Linked DNA regions of Drosophila melanogaster: regions 1, 2, 4 and 5 are each linked to region 3. Evidence: chromatin contacts called from public Hi-C and targeted proximity ligation data. All regions are on one chromosome and are shown on one strand. The core of a region is the stretch at or near the end of the contact, and the rest is flanking DNA. Distances in the headings are between cores, read along the strand shown. Region 1 holds the start of how (held out wings). Region 2 holds the start of lncRNA:CR44034 (long non-coding RNA:CR44034). Region 3 holds the start of glec (gliolectin). Region 4 holds the start of E2f1 (E2F transcription factor 1). Region 5 holds the start of CG31176.

The links. A called contact is a pair of places that touch in the nucleus more often than the background predicts.
Region 1: a contact with region 3 is called in a targeted proximity ligation map of the Kc167 cell line, with 2.6 times the contacts expected there. A contact is called at or near these places in 2 of 107 Hi-C or Micro-C datasets (the S2 cell line and wing imaginal disc) and 1 of 7 datasets of targeted methods (the Kc167 cell line).
Region 2: a contact with region 3 is called in a Hi-C map of the Kc167 cell line, with 5 times the contacts expected there. A contact is called at or near these places in 4 of 107 Hi-C or Micro-C datasets (the Kc167 cell line, the S2 cell line, eye imaginal disc and 1 more) and 2 of 7 datasets of targeted methods (both in the Kc167 cell line).
Region 4: a targeted proximity ligation map of the Kc167 cell line shows a contact between it and region 3, with 5 times the contacts expected there. A contact is called at or near these places in 8 of 107 Hi-C or Micro-C datasets (the D17-c3 cell line, the Kc167 cell line, the ML-DmBG3-c2 cell line and 4 more) and 2 of 7 datasets of targeted methods (both in the Kc167 cell line).
Region 5: a contact with region 3 is called in a Hi-C map of the Kc167 cell line, with 2.5 times the contacts expected there. A contact is called at or near these places in 9 of 107 Hi-C or Micro-C datasets (the Kc167 cell line, the S2 cell line, cellular blastoderm embryo and 2 more) and 1 of 7 datasets of targeted methods (the Kc167 cell line).

What each region holds. Positions count from the first base shown.
Region 1 is chr3R:22,039,639-22,043,984 of dm6, reverse strand. It overlaps how (held out wings), which reads right to left and starts at 1,794. Exons shown (of 9, transcript NM_079723.4): 1 at 1,630-1,794; 2 at 606-1,078. The coding sequence starts at 921.
Region 2 is chr3R:21,613,741-21,617,718 of dm6, reverse strand. lncRNA:CR44034 (long non-coding RNA:CR44034) reads left to right here and starts at 1,979. Exons shown (of 1, transcript NR_074041.1): 1 at 1,979-2,699. The region is part of intron 1 of InR (Insulin-like receptor); the gene reads left to right.
Region 3 is chr3R:21,854,666-21,858,546 of dm6, reverse strand. glec (gliolectin) reads left to right here and starts at 2,281. Exons shown (of 2, transcript NM_079719.3): 1 at 2,281-3,147. The coding sequence starts at 2,628.
Region 4 is chr3R:21,658,466-21,662,670 of dm6, reverse strand. It overlaps E2f1 (E2F transcription factor 1), which reads left to right and starts at 1,800. Exons shown (of 8, transcript NM_001300526.1): 1 at 1,800-2,455. It overlaps Archease (archease), which reads left to right. Exons shown (of 3, transcript NM_142718.2): 3 at 452-1,485. The coding sequence ends at 842.
Region 5 is chr3R:21,718,359-21,722,501 of dm6, reverse strand. CG31176 reads left to right here and starts at 2,842. Exons shown (of 3, transcript NM_169963.2): 1 at 2,842-4,143. The coding sequence starts at 3,162. lncRNA:CR44096 (long non-coding RNA:CR44096) reads right to left here and starts at 1,535. Exons shown (of 2, transcript NR_125224.1): 1 at 1,476-1,535.

The DNA of each region.
Region 1 (4,346 bases), core at 545-3,044, 190 kb before region 3:
AACTACAGTGATCACTTGGTTAGAGGCACCCTAATCATTAACACGCCTGGCACACACGATTGAAAATGAAGTCACCACTTTAAAATAACATATATACTCATTTAAACTCTCCCATTTACCCAAATGTGTTCTAAATACCTACAGTCTCTGTAATACATGTTTACAATAAATCCCGCCAGATTCTCGGAATTAAAGTGCTTTGCAAATATTTTTTGAACAATTAAAAAAGATATAAACCAAACTGTAATGGCATCGATTTGTATACTACAATAGTTTAATGTTCTTTTCATGAATTTTTGGAATACAAACACAAAGTTCTAATACATTCTAGAGTTAAATATCTGAACATTATAACAAGAATATCCAAATTTCTTCTTTCACCACATTTCATCACATTTATTATATATAACAATTTCCTAATGGTACTGTAAAGTGTTTGATGAATAAAAGGATATTATCACAATAACAAACAGTAACTGGGTTTATCGTTTGATTCAGAAAAGGCTAGCTAGTGATCGTTATCCTTCCGCTGAGTCTTGGATCCGGGATTAGGATGATGCTGTGACTTGGAGGGATCTCACTCGGTTTGAGTTTTAGCGACTTACCTTCGTCCAGCAGGCGTTCGACGTGGGTGAAGACGTTGGGGAAGGCGGCCAGTTGCTTGCGGTCCTTGAGCAACTGGGCCAGATAGTCGGCGATGCTCTGTGTGCTCTGCTGCTGCTGCTGTGGGGTCAAGTGCTGCGGGGTCATGGGGACCACCACCTGCGGCGCCTGTTGCTGCTGCTGTGCCTGAGCCTGAGCCTGGGCTTGGGCTTGAGCCTGCTGCTGTTGCGCGACCGCAACAACTGCTGCGGCTGCCTGTTGCTGCAAGTGCTGCTGCAGTTGCTGTTGCACAACGGCTTTGCTCTCACAGACACTCATTTTGTTGCGTGCGTGTGTGATGTGTGGGTTTTTGGGAACTTTTTGTTTTGTTCTCGACGAGATTCTGGTTTTCAACTTTCAACTTTCCTTGGGTCTCTGCTTTCTTTACTTGGTGCACACTTCTTTTTTATTTGTTTTTGCTACTTTTAACACGTTACTGTGGGAGTTGGGAAATTCATTAAGTTTCGTACGCGAGCGATATTAAAAACGGAAAACGAAATGAAAACAACTCCGCCCAAAAGTATTTTTTCCGATCGGCAGCAACAACAATGCAGGGCGAGAGATACTGAGAGAGCGAGAGAGCGCAGCAAGTCGAAAGCGAAGGCAGAAAATTCCTCGGCGATCGCTCACTCACACACGGACAATAAACAGTAAAACTGTATATGCGACGGAGATGAATGAAAGCAGAATGTCAAAATAGCTGCCTCTCTCTCTCACCCTCGCTCATTTGGCTGCTGCAACAGCAAGTACAACAAAAAAGTATTTAAATAAATTTTATATTCAAATTTCTACGTTTTGAAGATACAAAGGTATAAATTCCTTTGCCTGGAGATGTACCGAGTGCACAAGGCCACTTAACCGATTTAAAAATGCAAGAAAACTCGCAGAAATATGCACAGTTGCTGATTATGTATTTGTTGTTGCTACTGGATGGCTTTGGATTTTATTCATTTCGTTTTGTTTGGAAAGTATTTTTTTTAAACACACTTTTCTTCTCTGAGGACTCCTATCCTTTGTTTATTTGATATATGTGTATATGGATTTTATTCGAGTCGGGGAATAGCGAACGGATCTCGGGACTTTACTGAACGATTCCTCCTAATTTTCCTACCACTGAACCGTGCGCAAAGAAAGAGAAAAAGAAACTGAATGCGAAGCGAAGAGCACAAAACGTTGTAAGTGTGAGATCATGCCAGTTCGATCGTGGGGTGGTGGTTTCAATGTGCTCTCGTTTCTCTGCTCTCTCGCCCAGTGACGTCACAAAGTGCGATTGCTTTTAATAAATATTTAAAAGCCAATATTTGGTTATATATTTGGGGGTATTTTTGATCTAAATTAACTAATTTCTAATATATCAGTGCTTTTAACTACTCGGTGACGTTTAGTCAATATTTGCATAACCATTTCCATAAAAAATACGCCAATACCCATCTTGTGACGTCAGTTTCTCTCTGACTTGGCTCTCTCGCACCCTACTGCCAGCATGCGAGATCACCCATCAGCGTTGCCACTCCGCACAAACAGAGTTGCGCAGCTGGTTAACATATTACACATATTTTAGCCAAAAGTGCGAGTATAAAAGTTAATAAATGGCCAAATAAGTTAATAGCAACTAAATACAAAGGTGGGCCATTAATATTCTTCCAAATGGAGGCTAGTTAATGCATTAATTGACTAACAACATTCAGCGTTGCCACCTGGTAGCTGGGTGGGCCACAATTTGGCGCGTTGGCGTTGATTTTGAATTAATTAAGACACTGCGCTGTGGAGGCATTAATTGCGCACGGAAATTGCTGGCAGATTAGAACCAAGCGGCATTTTGTTTCGCCGGACATATGCGGGGGCTGGCATCTGGGCCCCAAGTCCAAAACACCATGCAAATGAGCCCCCGAACTCGTACTGGCCAAATGTTGGTGTTAACTTGGTTAACTCTGCTGCAAAACGCGAAATGTATGTGGGAAAATTGGCATTCGCGAGCGTTTCGATGGACGCACCATATAAGCGACCCTAGGCCGGCGACAACTTTTACTTTCCATCGCGAAAGACATTTTTCGCTGGCTTCCGTGTGGTTGGCGAATTTCACAAAAATTCAACGCAGTATTAAGATATTGCGTACTAAAAATAATTAATTATCGATAAAGTGTATCAAAATAAAACAATCTTTTAAGTCTACAAAGCTACTTTTATTCTAAAATTTTACTCGTGTTCTGTTCACATTTAGGTCCTTCCACTATTACAACACTTAATGCCAGTGGATCGGTGAACTTATTGTGTGTTGCCTGTGTCTTCAACAATATTTTGATATACATATATGTATGAGGATCACTTCATTGCAACAGTCTTCCCCATCGGAACCCAAAATTTCTGGGGCGGCACATCTAGCCAACGGCAGGCATGGGGCAAGATCCGATTTTTGAAACCAGCATACACCAAAATGAGACGTGAAAGTTTAAAGTTGTGGCCAAAGTTGTGGATGGACATCGGATTGGTCGTTCCATTGGAAAGCAGACTCCCACCACCGGACCTCACCTGGCCAAGTTTCACAGTCCGGCCACAAGTCCCACCAAATTTGTGTGCACTTGGCTCAAACCGATCGGAATTGGCCTGTGTGTGTGGGCCGACATTAAATGCGTTGTACGGCCCCATTATACAGTTTTAGTGCCATTGAAAAATGTGTCAATGTGCGTGGCGATTGAGACATTGTATGCCTATGGATGGATATCCGATTTAAATCTCTGGGCCACAGACCAAAGCCCTTTCCAATCCGCACACCCACGTCGCCCAGTATCGGCCCATTGGACATCTGGCCAAGTCCGAAGTGCCAAGTTTTCCGTGGGCCGTTAATCTCTCTAGTGCTTTTGGAATTTGCCCTTTTGAATGTGGTGTTTTACATTGTGAGTGGGTCGTTTTGGGCGGCACTTTCGGTTTTGGAAAACCGAAATGGCCGCAAAATAAAAGTTTTCCAGCAGCTGTAAAGTTAGGCGAGAAAATGCTTGAATTGGTTCAAGTTTTGTGTAAACTGAAAAGTTCAGAAATTTTGGTTATGCACCATTAGTTCAACAACCTAAATCTAAAGTCGGAAATATCCCACAAATCTTTCATTGCCTATTAACAGAGAGATATTGCTACCCAAATGCAATTCGATTGTTTGACCAATTCGGCTGCTAAAAAAGAAGTGGTTCCAAAGATTGACAACCTGCCAGGCGGCGCTAACACTATATTGCTGGTCCCGGGAATCCTTTTTTGGCCACTGCACGTTTGTGTCGAATGCAAATTTGGCCAAGACATTTAGCGGCTTTGTGGCGGCCTAAACGACAAATTAAACATTCTTTTTCTTAATTTACCGCCGACACAGAAACAAACCACCGGTGGTGTGAGAGTGTGTAATTAGCAATATGTTGGCCAAAAGCCAGGCAGCAATCGTCCATTAACCAGTTCCCAGTTGTTTCCATTACGCATGAGACGCGGCCGTGTGGGCGCCACCGGTTTACCAACAGTTGAGTTTGTCAGTTTTCGGGTGCCACAAAGAAACCGAACTGCAACACCCACACAGATAGTAAGTATCTGTCAGATACACTCGACCACATACGCAACCCGCTCAGGCAACAAAAGTGTCCAGAGTGGTTTGGTTTTGACCATGCTCACAATGAATACAATTTTGTTATAGTATCTACGGATTTTATGTGTATTCATAAGATGAGATT
Region 2 (3,978 bases), core at 730-3,229, 240 kb after region 3:
AGTACAATTTTAAAGCTCTCACTTGCTAAAACAAATCCCAAAAAGTTGATCAAACTATTTGCTCAAACTGTGACCTTATAAATCGGGTTTCTTTTTATCTTTAAGGTATATGTATAAGATATCCATTAAATTTAGTTTAATGGAGACTTTGTAAAAACGTTTGGAGCTTCTACAATGTTTTCATTTTATAAACATTAATTATTTAATGCCAACTTAAGCAGGTTGAGACTTTAATGACTTAAGTTGACATTAAAAGTGGGATATCCCTTTAAAAGAACGAGATAAAGATACACCCACGATTTACGGGCTTTTGATTTTGTGTTGTATCCGCAACGGAAGCAGATCAATAGATCGGGGGTCTGTGGGTGTACTGAAATAGTGATAAATGGGAAGATATTTCCCAAATAACTGGCGTGGAGATATTACGGGTAAGTGGTTTTGTGGGCGGGAAGGTGGAAAATGGGGAAATGTGGGGATGGGTCCGCTTGCTAATTAAAAAGCATAAGCACTAATTGGCGTGCCGCTGCGCTTGTTGTTGCTATTTGCGTTGCCGTTGAACTGCCCACTTGCTGTGCTCTTATTATATTCGCGTTATTATTGTATAATAAGAGAGAAATGCCATAAAAAATTGGGAGGTTGGGTTAAAACAACAGGCAAAACCGAAGTAGAAAAAAAAAACACCAGAGAATTGCGCATTTTTGTATTAATCATGCTATATTTTTGACGAGGCCCGAAGAATGTTGGCCAATGTATTTGTATTTGTGCGTAATTTATTTATTTTTAAATCGAGTTTGCCTGCCTGCTCTCTGTGCATTTGTGTGTGTGTGTGTGTGTGTGCGAGCATAAGTGCGAGTGTGTGTGCGTGCTGCGACAAAAATAAGTCGCCGCAATAACAAATTGCTGAAATAGAACCAAAATAAAGCAGAAGAACAGAAGAGATCTATAGAGGATGAGGCAATGACGGAACCCGGGCCAAGTTTGTTGTTGTTGCGCCTGCTTTTGTTTCTCTGTATTTTTATTATTTTATTTTTGTGCATGTTATTTCTGATATTGGCTTTTTAATGGTGTGGCTAAAAACCGGAAATTGTTTGTCCGGCTATTGTTGATGACGTATGACCATCGAGTTGTTGGCGGCTTTGGCGCATAATTTGGCCACACTAATTAACAGTGCCGAAACGAACAACAAAAACACACATGCCGCCACCAACACGAATGCCTTTTAAAGCGAGAAAAAACAAAAAAAATGCTCTGACCACATGTCTAAACGTAGCTGCGCGCAGGCCAGAAAGAGAGGGCACGATTGCCGAAAGAGAGTGGCCGGTGATAAGCCTGTATGTGTGTGTGTGTGAGCCGAGCGAGACAAACAGACAGGTGTCATTGACCTTTTTCGCTGCGAAACAGCACACACACACACACATTCACACAGCCAAACAATTTTGTGTGCACTTTTTTCAGCTGCGTTTGCTTCTTTTCCCTCTCCACCCTCTGCCCCTTTCGCACTCTTGCCCTGCTGCCGCTGCTGCTTTTTCTCCTTTGTTGTTGCTGCTGCCTTCACTGCTTATGCTGTGAACTGCTTGGCCTTGAACTTAGACGCGCGTCTTCTAATCGCTCCACACTCCCTCCGCTGCCACGCCCACACATGCATGCACGCACTGCGATGTTGTTGTTTTTGTATTTATTAATGGGACCAGGAATGGAGACGATTCGACATAATTAGTATGATAATTGAACGAAATATGTGTTTCAATTCATTCGTTTTATACCTTCCATAGAATTAATTTTCAATTGGTTTTAAAACAAAATTATAGTTTTCTGGTGCAATAGTATTAAATTTTTCTACTAATTTATTTAAGCGACTAGTTCTCAAATACAAGTTACAAATATGTATGCATGTACATGACCGATCACCAAGGTGATTGGGATCTCTCCTTCTTTATTGTTATTATTGCACTGAACAAGCTGTGCGTTTTGGATCATGCCCAAATTGGTATTAATTACGCAAGCCGTGTAGCTGCCATTTGTTTTGCCATTGCGAAATGCAACGTATTTGCAGTGAGTCAACTTGTTTTCGCTGTACCAGCCGCACTTAATTGTGTTTTTATTTGCATTCAACTCGCGGAAAATCGAATGAATCGGAATTGATTGTTCCAAGAAGCGATGCGAGGGCAGCCACAGTGATTCACATGGGGACTCGCATCTCTTAACCGCTCAACCCGCCATCCATACGTCCATCCAACTAGCCATCCATCCATCCGCGGCGCAGACATAGCCACCCACCACCCATCACCCATCATTATAAGCAGCTGCTCCCGAATCTTATCATGGGAAGAGGGTCTAAGGTCCAAGCAAATAATACCCAGCCGCAACAGCCATGGCAATAACAATAGTGCTGGCGACAGCGGGAACAAAAGTAACGCATGGAGCCAGCCCCTCCACGCGCACACTTGGAGCCAACAACACATGACATGGTCGACGTTCGTCAGCCGGTCGTATGACGAGAGTCTCCCCCGATTTCACCTTCCCTTCGGAAGTCTGCAGTCGCCTACGCATGAACCTCGAACATACTTACAAGTGCGGCCATGATAATAGAGATCTGACACATAAATAGTTCTTAATAGTTGGAACTGGAAAGGAAATCGTCGGACAGCTTGGTAATTGTGGAAAATTGTGTGCAAATATTAAATATTGTCTTTGATTTCATTACTACTTGACTTTTTTGTTTTTGTTTCGTTTTTAAAAACTTTCGCTGATCCTTAAGCCAATGAGTCACTGCAGAATTTTAGTATTTTTTCCGCAGCTGTGCACACCCATTTATTTCTCAGTGTGTACAATTATGGTTTTCACTATGTGATTTAAAGAACAGCAATAAGAAATGTATTATAGGAAAACTTAAGTATAATAAACTGCTGGTGCGAATGGCAACTAAAGCTACAGGAAACTTAGGGGGTAAGCTGTTCGACGTGGGTGGGTGGTGGTCGTGGTGGTGGTGGTGGTGTGGTAGTGACGGGCGGTGGACAGGCGATGACGTGGTGTTTATATGGTTACGGGATCTTGTGATCATTTTGTATGGGACCGTCTTCTCGTGAAAGTGTTTATTCGGTATCTCATTCGGCGACACACACACACACACTCCCACACACAGACATCCGATGAGAATACACCCACAAGAATCAACAATTGGCCAATGGCAAGTTGTTTGTTTTGATATTTTGATTCCAGATTATGGGCAATCTCTGCGGATGGTGAGTAAGGATTAAGAGCTTATCAAACTAGTTGTCCGTGATTAGCCATGTTACTCGCATGGAACAAGGCACTGATAATTATATGTGGGAATACATTGTATGACTAATAAAGAACATATTTACGTAAGCTTATGTAGCGATTTATTTAATCTATTAAATTAGTTTTGTAACAGGTATGTTACGTATTTCTGTACAAATGTAATAAATATATCACTTAATTAGCCGCAGATAGGAATTTAGATCTGATCCTACTTTTATGTAAGAACAGCGAATGATTTGTTATCTCCGCCTTTGCAGTAGAATTAAAATTGTTATTTTGACGTTTAATGTTTTGAGGAAATTTATTGGCAACCGCTATAAATTTTTAACGATTAAACAATTTGATAAGTATAAGTCTTTTAAGCTATGTATTTTGATTTCGTCACCAAATTATTTTTAAATATAATCTTCCATCATCCTTTTTTATCTGTACGAAAACCTCTAAAATCTTCCTTAAACCAGATAGTAACTAGACAAAACTGATCTTCTGTGTCAATGTCATGTTTTGTACATATTACGCATGATATTATTGTGGAAAAATAAATTTAGGTTTATGAACTTTTAAGCTTATTTAGGTTTTATGTGTTGTTGCCTATTTTTCACTGTAAATTCTTTTGAAACCGCAAAAAGTATTGTCGAATTCTATCGAATATCTCATGACTTAACGGACTTGATATTACCCTTTCCGTAATTTTAA
Region 3 (3,881 bases), core at 1,032-3,531:
ATCTCAAACTCCCTGCGTTACGTTCCGACACTAAAACAGCAGTTAACCTTATGCGCAGCGCGTGCGACAGTTCCATTGATCGGTTGCGTTGGCTCCTGGGTTCATTCATTTCATTATCATTCAATGGTTTCTGACCTTTTGAGCCGGGGTTACATGGTACGTGGCCCATAAACTAATTTCTGCCAGCCAGTCGGCGGAAAACAGCTTGAGTTTTTCGCAGACAAGATGCGTGCGGCGGAAGTGACGACGGAAAAGTAGCCCATCAGTAGACCCAGACACGTACCCAGAAAACATCTGAAAGATACAAATATACGCGACGACATGCATTCGACAGTGAAAAATCAGCGCAGCTACGAGATATTAAAAAAAAAACAAAGCTGAATCGCAGTTGTTGAAATGGTAGAATGGAAATCTCTTTTGAAACTTTCACACATTTCCAACTGCATTGTTACCCTCTCGAGTGCCACGTCATTATGTGGATTTTTTGGCGCGAGGGTTGGTTTTTGCACAGACCTACTCTGACACGACCTGTGCCACCGATCCACCCGATCCGATCCGATCCTATCCCATCCCATCCCATCCGATCCTCAACCCCTCATTCACCTCGCGAGCAGGTAGTTGCCAATCCGAATTGGACATCGCGCCAAAAAATATATGAGGAAGGGATATCAATCTTCTATACAGTAATCTCCGGAAACGCGAAACTTTTACTAAGAGTTGCTGAGATTTATTTAGTTCGATACATGAAAGTAATAAGTGAATAATCTGCAGTAATATATCTAGGAATATATTCAATTGGTATCCCTTCTAGAAACAATACATTTGTTTGTAAAGCAGATACTACATATGAAGATGATAAGAAAGAAAAACATTTATTCATTCTGGCGAAAATTCTTATAAAAGCTTATAAAGCCAATACAGACACCATCTGTATCCCTTTGCGAGGGCCCACTGTACGCCTGAAAACAATAATAAATCGCAATCCTTTGGGCGCGTCCTTTGTCCGGGGCACTCTTTAAAATGACTAATCGGTCAAAGAGCCAGACGAAATGGGCCTGAAGACTCCTCCGATTCGAGGTAACACCAGCTGCGCCTCCTAACCAACCACCAGTGGAGTGGGGGCCAGTTTATCGGTTCGGCTGACTCAGCATTATTGAAATTGAAATGACTTGTGGTCCACATTATTTACTACTACCAATACCACTACTACAACCTACTACCTCTATTTCTATGCGGTTTTCACTTTCGTTTGTTCGAGATACGCTTGAATTGCCGCCGCAGGCGCGAAAGTTGTTTATGATTTTTTGTTGACTATTTTGAATTTTTCGTATTCCTGTCGCTGGCAATTTGTTCTAGCCACGTCTGGCCGCCAATTAGGCCGTTTAATGCCGCATGAAGCCCGACTCGACCTTGAGTTAGGGCCCAAAACGCGCTAACATATCAGTTAGTTAGCGTTTAGCTCAGTATTTGTGCGAGGTAAATAGCAACGAGCCAGCAGTCCCTAGCATAACTAATTGTATTTACACGGCCTATAATTGGCACACAAAAAACGGATTCACTTTCCGTAATTGTTACATGTAAATATCGTAAGTATAAGATGAGCAACTGCATTATTCTGAGCTAGGAATCTCTATTTGCATGGGATACATTTAATAGTGAGGTGTGGCATTGTGTTTGAGGTACTGCATGTTGGCATCTCAAATTGGGTGTTATGATGTCATCGATTTAATTTATAAACTACTTGGAATTCATCATATGTTTGCTTGCAATGCAATTCAGTTTGATGGCCAACCTTGAGTAAAAAAAAAAATACGAACTTGGAGATATGATATTTTTCTTAATTTTAAATTTCTAAAATTTCACTTCAATTCATTTGAACATCAAGGAAGTAAATGTAATTTATGACGTCATCTCAGTAGCCAGAGATGTTCCCTACTCGCGCCACCTCTCAAAACTGCTGCAGTTAAAAGTGCAATAGCGGTGCTAGGAAACAATTTTTATGGAAATAAACATATATTATAAGCATATTGAATATTATAGCTTCGATGTATAATTTTTGAAATATTTTCTAGATCACTTTCAAGTATGTTTTTCTGTGCATTTCACCCTAATGTTAATGATACCCAAATGTAAGAGAGCGTAAAAATGCTGAAGAGAGTCACGAAAGAGCGCAGAGTGACCGTTTCGGCGGGCCAAAAGCGAAAGTAAAGCGTTATCGATGCGGGAGCAACTGGTCACACTGCGCCATATAAGCTATATAACTTGCTGAATCCCTGGTCTCTGCGCGATTCAGTCTTTGACTCTCCACCAATTCGGTCGCTTGCGTTTGCTCCAGCTGCGTTCTTTTCGCTCTCTTTGGCTCGCGTGAAAGTCGTAAAGTTCAGCTAGCTCTCTACGATACAGAAAAAGAAACGCATACAACAAATTCGCCAGCGATAGAAAACCGATTTAAACTGCAATTGCAATGCCTAAAATGCGTACGTGAGTTTCGCGCAGTGATCGCTGTGAAAGTTCAAGTGAAAGCGGAAAGAAGAAACAAAGCGAGAATACTTCAAAAGCAATAAACCAAAAAGTGCAAAAATACCTAAAGTTTAAACAAAGAAAACAAGTTATACAAAACCATAGCCATGTTGTGTCCGCCAATGGCCCTGGGCCCATTTCTCGCCGCCCCCGTGCCACGCCCACCGCCCAGCGCATCGGAGAAGAAGAGAATCTGTCGGAACCTATTCAATAACGCTCCCGGGGACTCGAATATCGATCAGCTGTTGGCCCAGGAGCAGCACACGCAGAGATTATACGTTAAGGAACGCTACGGATATGACATCCAGCTGGAATCTAATCGGGATGCGGATGCGAATACGGATGCGGATGCTGATACGGATGCCCATTGTCAGGTCCTGCGCGGAATGCGGTATCCGACCTCAAGGACGATATCCAGCACCGATGCCGATGAGTGCAATCCAAAGGCAGTCAGCCAAGCGCCGAGGGGCATGGCCCTGACTCCCGCCCAGATCTCCGCCAGCGCAAAGCTGATCCTTCAGAAATGCCCGGAAAGCGATCGCAAAAAAAGCAACGGCAGTGCGGATTTGGCCAACTGCACGCGACATGGCCAAAAGCCATATGCGAGGCAGCCACAAGGCCTCAAAGGTAGGTTTTTTTTTTCCATGATTTGCATGTTTTTGTTTCACCTGAAACGCTGGGTGCTTGCTCAAAATATACGAATAATGATTACTCTTTGGTTCCAAGTTATTAAGTTTAATATACTTTCAAGTTATTGTTAAATTTTCCCAAAGAATCAGAGCAGAATCAGAATATAGTGAAATCTCTAAAATTAAAAAAGTCTCCTTCGAATTATCTCATACATTTCCTCGGTTTTTGTACGTATGTTCTATTTACTAAGATCCCATGTACTTCTTATATAGATGATCCAATAAGCAGACACCTGATTTTAGTTGCATTTTCCGTTGTTCCTTCCTCTTGCAGTCTCTGCTTTGTGCTCGTCCTTTGCCACAGTCGTCACCCTTATAAAATTCCTCCCCTTAGTTGAAAAAAAAAACCACCCTTATTTTCTGATTTTCCTAATTTCGTTTTTCCCCTTCTGCGTCGATTCTTATTGTCACTTCTTTCCTACCAGTTTTTATTCTCTTTATTTTGGCTAGTTTTTCCGATTCTTTGTTCGTTCATTCACGTGCGTAGGGATTTATCTCTTTGGTTACTCGAAAGTGAATTGGGATACATTTACATATCTGATGAATAACAGAAAACTCAAAAAAGTATTATTGTTTGGCCCCATTGCTTAATCGAATTCGAATAAATTTCTCTAATTTCAAATAATTTGAAATAATAAATGTATTCAAAATCATTGTATTATGAAATTTTAA
Region 4 (4,205 bases), core at 551-3,050, 200 kb after region 3:
GAGTAGGGTGGTTCGCTATTTGTGAATGAAAAATCCAGATGATCGTATAAACTAGATTCTAATAAGCGCTTTCGTATTAGAATTTGAGATATAGCAAACATTCTGAAAAAGAATTTATTTTAATTTATACATATTTTAAAGCCATTATAATTTTTCATATTTTCCCAAACCTATGTATTATGTTCATAGTTAGGGAATACGGCTTTTTAAACGTCAAATGTATCTGCTTTTTTGAAGATTATATGTAATGCAAGTTTTTTCTGACTTTTATATTATACTACTATCGCTTAAAACAACAAGACTATTATTAAGTAGTAGATCATAAATAATTCTTTTACTACGCCACTAAAAGGCAGCAGTTTTGTATATAAATTATAACTTACGGCTACAATAGACATAATTAATTTACTTAATATAAACGGATGATGTTGGAATCCTTCCCATTTGACAGAATCCACGGATGGGGATCGTCGCTGAAAGAGGCGTTCGAACAGTGCGGAGTGGCCATGTTTGGATATATGACCGAACTGGATTACGTGTCCGTGGAGCAGTGCTTTGAAATCGAAGCGCATGGAGATGATCTGGAGAGCTTACTCTTTCACTTTCTGGACGAGCTGCTGTTCCTGTTCTCTGCCGAACCGTATCTGGTGTGCAAGAAGCTGGAGATCACCAAGTTCGATGTGGAAAACTTCGAGATTTCCTGCCATTGTTACGGGGAACCATTTGAGCTGGGGAAACATCCGCAGGGCACCGAAGTGAAGGCAATCACATACTCGGCCATGCAAATCATTCAGGACGTGGAGGCCAGCAACTACGAGGTGTTCGTGATAATTGACATTTGATCCAGCGGCGATCGCCGGGAATTAAATGTGACTGTTCTGTTTCAACCCCTTTGCCTGTCTCCATTAATCATAAGTGAAATGCCAAAAAACGATATAAAAACCGCTGCATAAGCCCCGAAAAATTTGCAATCTCTCGTGCTGCGACTGCATCCCTTGTCGATGAGGATGACTTATCAAGAAACCACTCGATTGTGCGGCTGCAAATGCAATTAGGACTGGCTTCCTTCTCACCGGTCTGATTCCGGAATCAAGATTTACCCTTTTGCCTTCGAATTTTTTGTGTACTATTCACTTTTTTTTTGCCCACTGCTTTGTGAATTGGCAACGTGTTGAATTCCCAGACAAATGCCGAATTTGTTGTCCTTTCCCAGGCCCCAGTTCAATGCACTTTTTATTCGGCAGCCTTCAGGAGTTGCTGACGCGTTGGGTTGCATTAAAGAATTAAGTTGTACTTCTTTTTGGGGAGTCATGTCGAATAGGGCAGTTAACAATGCAAGTCAAGGCCATAGTTTTAATGTTATGATTGACTTGATTTGTTCGACATAAAGTATAGAGAATGCGGGGCCTAAAAACACAAACATATTTTTTTATCAACAATAATTTAGTTCAATGAATGTAAATCGTAATAAATATCTATACGATTAAGCAATCCCTAATTCTAAATATCAATCCACGACGATATCAACAAATATTAACGCTTTTCAAAAAACCGATTTCCTTTGAATAACGCGCTATTCTCGAATCAGTATTATTCGGATGATTTTCGCGTGAGCCGATGTTATTTAGTGGCCGATGAGCGAAGTCAGCTGGTAACACCGAGCGATTTGTTTTGAAACAGCTGACCGCACCGTCAAAACCCAGAAAGTAAACAACAAAAAAAACATTTGCCGGGCAACGTCGCCCAACATATGGGCCCGTTCTTGTATTTGTGTGGGTGCGTGCGTGCACGAGTATGATGATTTTTCCTTGGAACATCGGGCGAAGAACGGCGAACTGAAAAATATACGCTTTTACAGCTGATTGATATTAAAAAAAAAGCAACGCTGCGGTCGACGAGCCATACGAATGAGCGTGCGAAAGAACAAACAAAGTATGAAGGCAAATAGCCCGCGGACACACACGCACACACAAACGGCCAGTTGGTCGATTCGCTTTTAGCTTTCAGCTTTTCGAGTGCGTCAAAGTTAAAGTGGCTGAAAAACTTGGTAAAAGTACCAATCGCCAAACTGACTACAAGACAACAGTTATTCGCGGTTATATTTGGCGGAAAGTGGGTGGCACACACGTCAGTCGCCCGTACCGCTGTTTGTTGTTGTGTTTGCTGTTGCTTTCCAATTCGCCCCGCCAATTCGCCGCACCGCTCATTCTTTCTGCAGCCACCAATTGTCATGGTGTTAAAGTGAAGAGGAAGCAGCAGCCCGTGAGCACATTGTGCGCTAGTTGTTGCCGTTTTACACCCAGAAATCGCGGAGATATCGCCCTGAAAGCCCAACCAATTGACAGGTGACGATCTCACCTATAATTTGCGATCAAAAACACAAAGCTAACCCAAGGGGAACCTAGTGAAAAACGTGGCCGAAAAATCCATACGAAGGCGGAATGGAAAAAATGTGGTAGGTAGTACTAGAAGTAGAGAATGTGACATGTGTGTGTGTGTGCATGGTTGTGCGTGTGTGTGGGGGGTGCTGCGCTGGGCATTTTCTTTATAACAGCGGGCCGCAAGCGAAACAAAAAACAACTGTTTTTGGGCGTGCGCCCAAAACGCCGGCTAAAAAAGTACATATGCAAAAAATTGCATGCCGGTCCAGCTGACATATCACCTGCATCAAGAATAAGACGTATGATGTGAGTAAAGTGTCGCGGGCGGGGGGAAGAGACAACCAAGGGTGCTGTATGATAATGCGCACTTTATATAATTGCAGCTACCTGCCATCTCTAATGTTTCGTGCTTCTATCTGTATGCGTATATGGGTGTGTGGGTGTGCGGGTGTGCAGGTGGGTGGCAAATGGCTAACGGACTTCTGTCAAATTCCAATTCATGGGATCTCCGCGCTGACGTCACTAAGATTTCATTTGCAAACATTTCAATTTGATTTATCTCAAGTGTAAAGTCGAGTTTTAGACTACAGTGAGCACCCCAAAAGCAAGAAAAAGTGATTGGTTTCAATTGGTTTAAAAATTTCATATGTTCTAAGAATATAAAAATGCCCACATCTCTCTAGATTTCAATCAAAAACTACAGTGCTCTTTCCTAAAAGGTCGCCCAGTACTTAATTGTTAGTAATGTGTAAAAACCCCATATTTTTTTTATGTCAGATATTACTATCGTTTAAATTCATAAATATATTAAGCAACAAATGTAGTATTTTATCCACATTTTTCTGTTTACAAAAGTTTTTATCCACAATTGTCGGTGGCTATAAAAATATAATAGGCAATTTCCAACTCATTTGATTTCTTAGCATCAGTAACTTTATCGTTGCATAAATAAACACAGCGCTGATTAAACAAGAGAGAACGCTTCGAACGTCGAGTCACTCGACTATTAGATACCCCGTTACTTAGCTATTGGAAGAGAGGGGAAGAAATTTCATTTCCCTTAACTGCACTTCAACGATTATAGTATACCCTTTTACTCCACAAGTAACGGGTATAAAACTAGCTTGGTTGTTGATTCATATTACTTCTCTGATAGCCCCAATAAAGTTCAGACTTCTGGCAGACCACTATATTTTTATATTTATATGTTGGCGTGTTGCATTTACCGAGAAATAATGTTTGCCGCTAGGGAATCGAAATCAGTGATTAGATTTCGAATTGGAGCAGCAAAGCTCGTCGAAGCGTTGCCAGACTGTCCACAAGGGATGCTGTGACTGTGCACGCGATCACCTCGCCTCAGATTGGGCCAGAGACTACTGCCAAGGGTGTGGTTTTTATAGTGCCGTAATTGTGATGGAAACACCATCTAAAACCTGGCGCATGATAGCTGCACAACCTTATCGGCGTATCAATTAGCCCAGATATGGAAACACGGAACTTGTTTCGCGCTCGATAAGACCGAGGTTCCAAACTTTCTCCGTCGAAACCAGGCGTAGGAATCACAAGAACTCCAGGGAAGAATTGCAATCGTCTTGGGTCAGCTTTTGGCTTTTGGCGACGTCATAGTTTGATGACCTCCACTCGGCTCGCACACCCAAATACCCCCACCAATACTCGGACACTATGCACGTCCATGTACACACGCTACAACAGGGCAATGGCGAACATCGAAGACGACGCTGTCTCATGGCTTTTGCTCCATCTCCATGTATTGGGCGACGATATTTCTCGAGTCTGCAGTTTTTTTCTTTGCCGACTTTTTAT
Region 5 (4,143 bases), core at 1,593-4,092, 140 kb after region 3:
ATAAAGAATTATAAAGTTAATAAACGTAAACACAAAATATTTGTAAAAAAGTGTTTCTTAAAAACAATATAAGAAAAGTAAAAAGAAAGGCACAACAATGGCGTAGTCCCTTTGCTGGGCAGAGTCGTGTAGTCTTTTTCGCTATTTCTCTGTGGATTTCAAAACAAACTTCATGCAACATGCTGCCGTTGTGCTGTGCAGAAGTATCAGCAGAAGCAGCAGCAACAACAACCGTTTTACGCATGCGTGAGGCTACGGGGCCTGTTGCACCTGCTCAGCCCCCCTACCACGCCCCCTTGTCGAGCAACAACTGCATCAGCTGACTGCCGCACGGCTTCAATATAAGTTTTAATTGTGGAAATTATGTGACATATGCTGCTGTTGTTGTCGTTGTGGCCGTTGCTTCTGTGAGGATCGGGAAGTCCGGGGGTCCGCCGACGTCAGTCATAACTGGCAAGGTTGTAATTAAACTGGTGCTGAGACCACCACCCCCTCAGTGCGACTCCCCAACCACTCCCCCTTCACCGATCCCATGCCCATACACTGGCACTAACTCTTCTTGTGGCGCGTTCGTTGCCGCCCATCAGATGAAATTGTTTGGAATGGGGAGACAGCGTTTTGTGGGTTTTTCTCGGGCTGGTTGTAAACATTTTACGGTTGTTTATTGCCGCCAATTGATGTATGGGTGGATGGATGTTGCATGGTCGACGATACGTTGGTACAAATGTGAGCAGATGATAGAGGAGTCAATCGAATGGGGCACTTGATCGATATGGGGGCTATGATGGGTGGGCTTCGCCTTGACTTACGTGGAAATTCAATTTAGGCAGTTAGAAATTAATTGTTCGAATATACCCCACATGCTGCACATAAATCCTATCTACATATATTCTATCTTTTTGATTTACTCAAATAGTTAATTGAAGATACAAGTGACCAAACAATAAATATTATTGCATATTTAAAATGTTAAATGGTTAGTTCCCCGAAGATTTTGTCAATTGCCGATTTCCAGAGGTCAAGTACATATTTACAAGTCAGCAGCTTCGTGGCCATAACTAATCTAAGCCAACTTCCGTGCGAAACCCATATAATTACACTATTTTGGATGGTTATGGATTTTGCCTTCGTTGTGGTCTTACGTCCGAGAACCACTCTAACTGCACTTTGATTGATTGATTGCCCCTGGAACCAAGGAGTTGTTGACTTTCGAGCGTGTTTATGGCTGCGCCTGAGTCTTGAACCCATATGAACCCACCACAAGCCAACCGCAAACACCACCACCAACTCCGTCCGCTCCACCCACCGGGTTATATGAACGCGGGCTGAGTATTATGGAGTGTTTGGGAATCGGAGCTCGTTGCCTAACCATAACGGTAATGGTGGACCAACAACCGGAGCGGCCCAAAACTTTGGGTCACCTCCGCCGAGTGGCAGTCGGAGATGGGGATCTCTTATAATAAAAATCAAAATACCGTCACGTAAACCGATAACAAGGCACAAGACCCGGCGTCTGTGGCGGAATCGCAGTTACTGCCAAAACGCAATTAAGACCGACATTTTTATGGTGTTCAAACTATAAAATTCATATAATTAAATTGCAGTTATAACTATAACAGCAGCAACAAGAGCCACACCAGCCACGCTAACAGCAGCTACATGCAACACCAACATCTAGCGAAACTATCATAAAGCTCGGATCAAATCGCTGCCGAGAGTGAATAATTTCCTAAATGAGAGCATAACGTGAAAAGCGAAAATCAATGGAATGACGCTGAGAACAGCCACAAAAATTATGTACGATCATTGGGCGTTATCGAAAATTTAAAAGAAAAGCAAGAGCAAGATCACGAAGCAGCTAAATCTGTTGTCCATGAATTGGATTAGGATTGCGGAAGGATCTGTGCCGCCAAGTGATTATTACAATAATTTTTCGAACAATATATAGTCAATAGGCGTAAGTTTTTAAAATATATTCAATAGGAGTTAATTCATATGGTTCATACAGTCAGTTAGGCATATTGCAAAAATTAAAAAAATATATAAAAAGGAAATTACAAAAGACATTGCTCAAAATTCAATCGAATCTAAGCAACAAAATAAGCAAAATACTTCCTATCGCCACCCTCCCACAAATATTTATGCTGTTGTTGTACAGGTGCAGCAGGTGTCGAAAGCTCCTTGCTCTTTTGCTCTCAGCACAGCGAGCTTTTCAAGCCTTCGTTTTGTTTTTGTTTGCTTCGCTCCCTCTCTCGGCTTGTGCCGGTTGTTGTTTTTGCTCTTGCTTTGGAGTTGGTATTTTCATTGATAAATCCCAGTGGAGCCGAAAACAAAATCACAGTCGCTTCTAAAATATATGGCATGGTGGTTTTAAAGTTTTACCGAATATCGGAAAAATATAGATATATATCTGGGAGATATTGAATGTGTAGTGTCAATTAAAAGATTTTCACAATCGTATTTACTAAAACAACAGCTTTGATAAAACACTTAAAAAATATTGTAAATTGATAACATTTTCGTGCAAAGCAAATGTGAACAGGAAAAAGCATTTTTAGGATGATGTCTCGACACTTCCGTGTTTATATTTTCCTGTCTTTCTTCATTTTACTTTGTTATTCTGTGATGATCTTTCTCACTTGGAAGTTTCGCGAATAACATTTGGCAAACAGCTGAGCGATGTTACTCTCTCTCTCTCTCAGGCACTTTTTAAATGTAACAGGTGCACCGCAACAAGTGTCGATCGAAGCTTTTGCTCTTTCCGTTGGTAAATGTTAACGAATGTTACTTAACATGGCGATAACAGAGCGAACCAAGTTAATTCCGTTTCCGACTCGCACTCCACAGTCGATAAAAAGCTTTCGTGCGAGACAGACGTGTATAACGCAGTAGCTATTTTTTATTCGAACCAAAACCAAAATCCAAACCAACTGCAAACTGCAACTTTGGCGCGACTTTTCGCGAAGTGAACGAGCTGAAAGCCAAGCGAAATTAAATGTGAAAAACAAGTGTGCATGGCAGGCGGCAGAGAAAGAGAGAAATAAGGTGCATATGTGCAGCAAGTGTAACGATACCCAATACCCGGGCTAAAGCTGTAGAAAAAATAATAAAAAAACACAAAAGAAACAACAACAAATAATACCCCTTAGTGGCCAGCAGCCATGTCTACGAAACTGGAGCAGCAGCACTCGAAGCCCATTCTGAGTCCAACTCGATCCCTGGACGAAGGTTTCGAAAGTGATCCGGATCGGGTTTCCACCGATTCGGAGCATCAGACAAGTGGAACCACTAGCACCAGCACTTGCAACAACAGCAATGCAGCAAATACGGTCAGCAACAACAATGCCAGTAAGCTCGCGCAGCTTAGTTCGGCGGCTACTGGGGGCGCCACTAAGACGACGTCCGGAGCAAATGCATCCAGCCCCTCAATGGTGAACTCCGTCAGGGGCGCACTCACTTTGGCCGCCCCCCAGCTGCAGAGGCGGGAGTTCTTTGCCAAGGATCAGGGGAAACTAAGGCATCAGGCACCCCCGCAACAGCCACGCCTCCAGTACCAAAAACAACGACAGCCCCTCGTTCCAAGTGCCGCCTCCAGTGTCCACAATCACCGGTTGACCGCGTCGATGCAGCAGGGATCTTCGGGATTGGGCAATAGTAGCCTGGGAACCGGAACTGGCACTGCTAACTACCGGCGCGGACGTCGGCTCCACGTGAATCCACCTCGAACCGGCATTAGATCCCATTCGGTGGACGCCATTTCGCGGCACAATCGCCACGGCTACGATCCAAGTAGCCTGATCCTGAAGCACGACGGAAATGGCAATATAAGCAGCAGCAATGCCGGTGCCACCGCCACCCGCATGCTGAACTACAAGTCGCCTGGCGGAGGCACTGCAGCCGGAGCACCGGCAGCCGGACAGGCCCTACTCGTCCAACCGATTTCTAGTGCCACCCTATCTCCACTGGTGGCAGCGGGCGTGGTCGATGTGGTCGAGGGCGGTGGCTCCTCGCCGGTCATCGCCTCGGCCACCCACAGCCTGTATACCTTCTATCCGGCGGAGGGGAATCTCCAGGTGTGGCAGACGGAGTGCGGCGATCTCACCTACAAGTCCTCCCGAAATATGCATCAACTACACAAGGCAC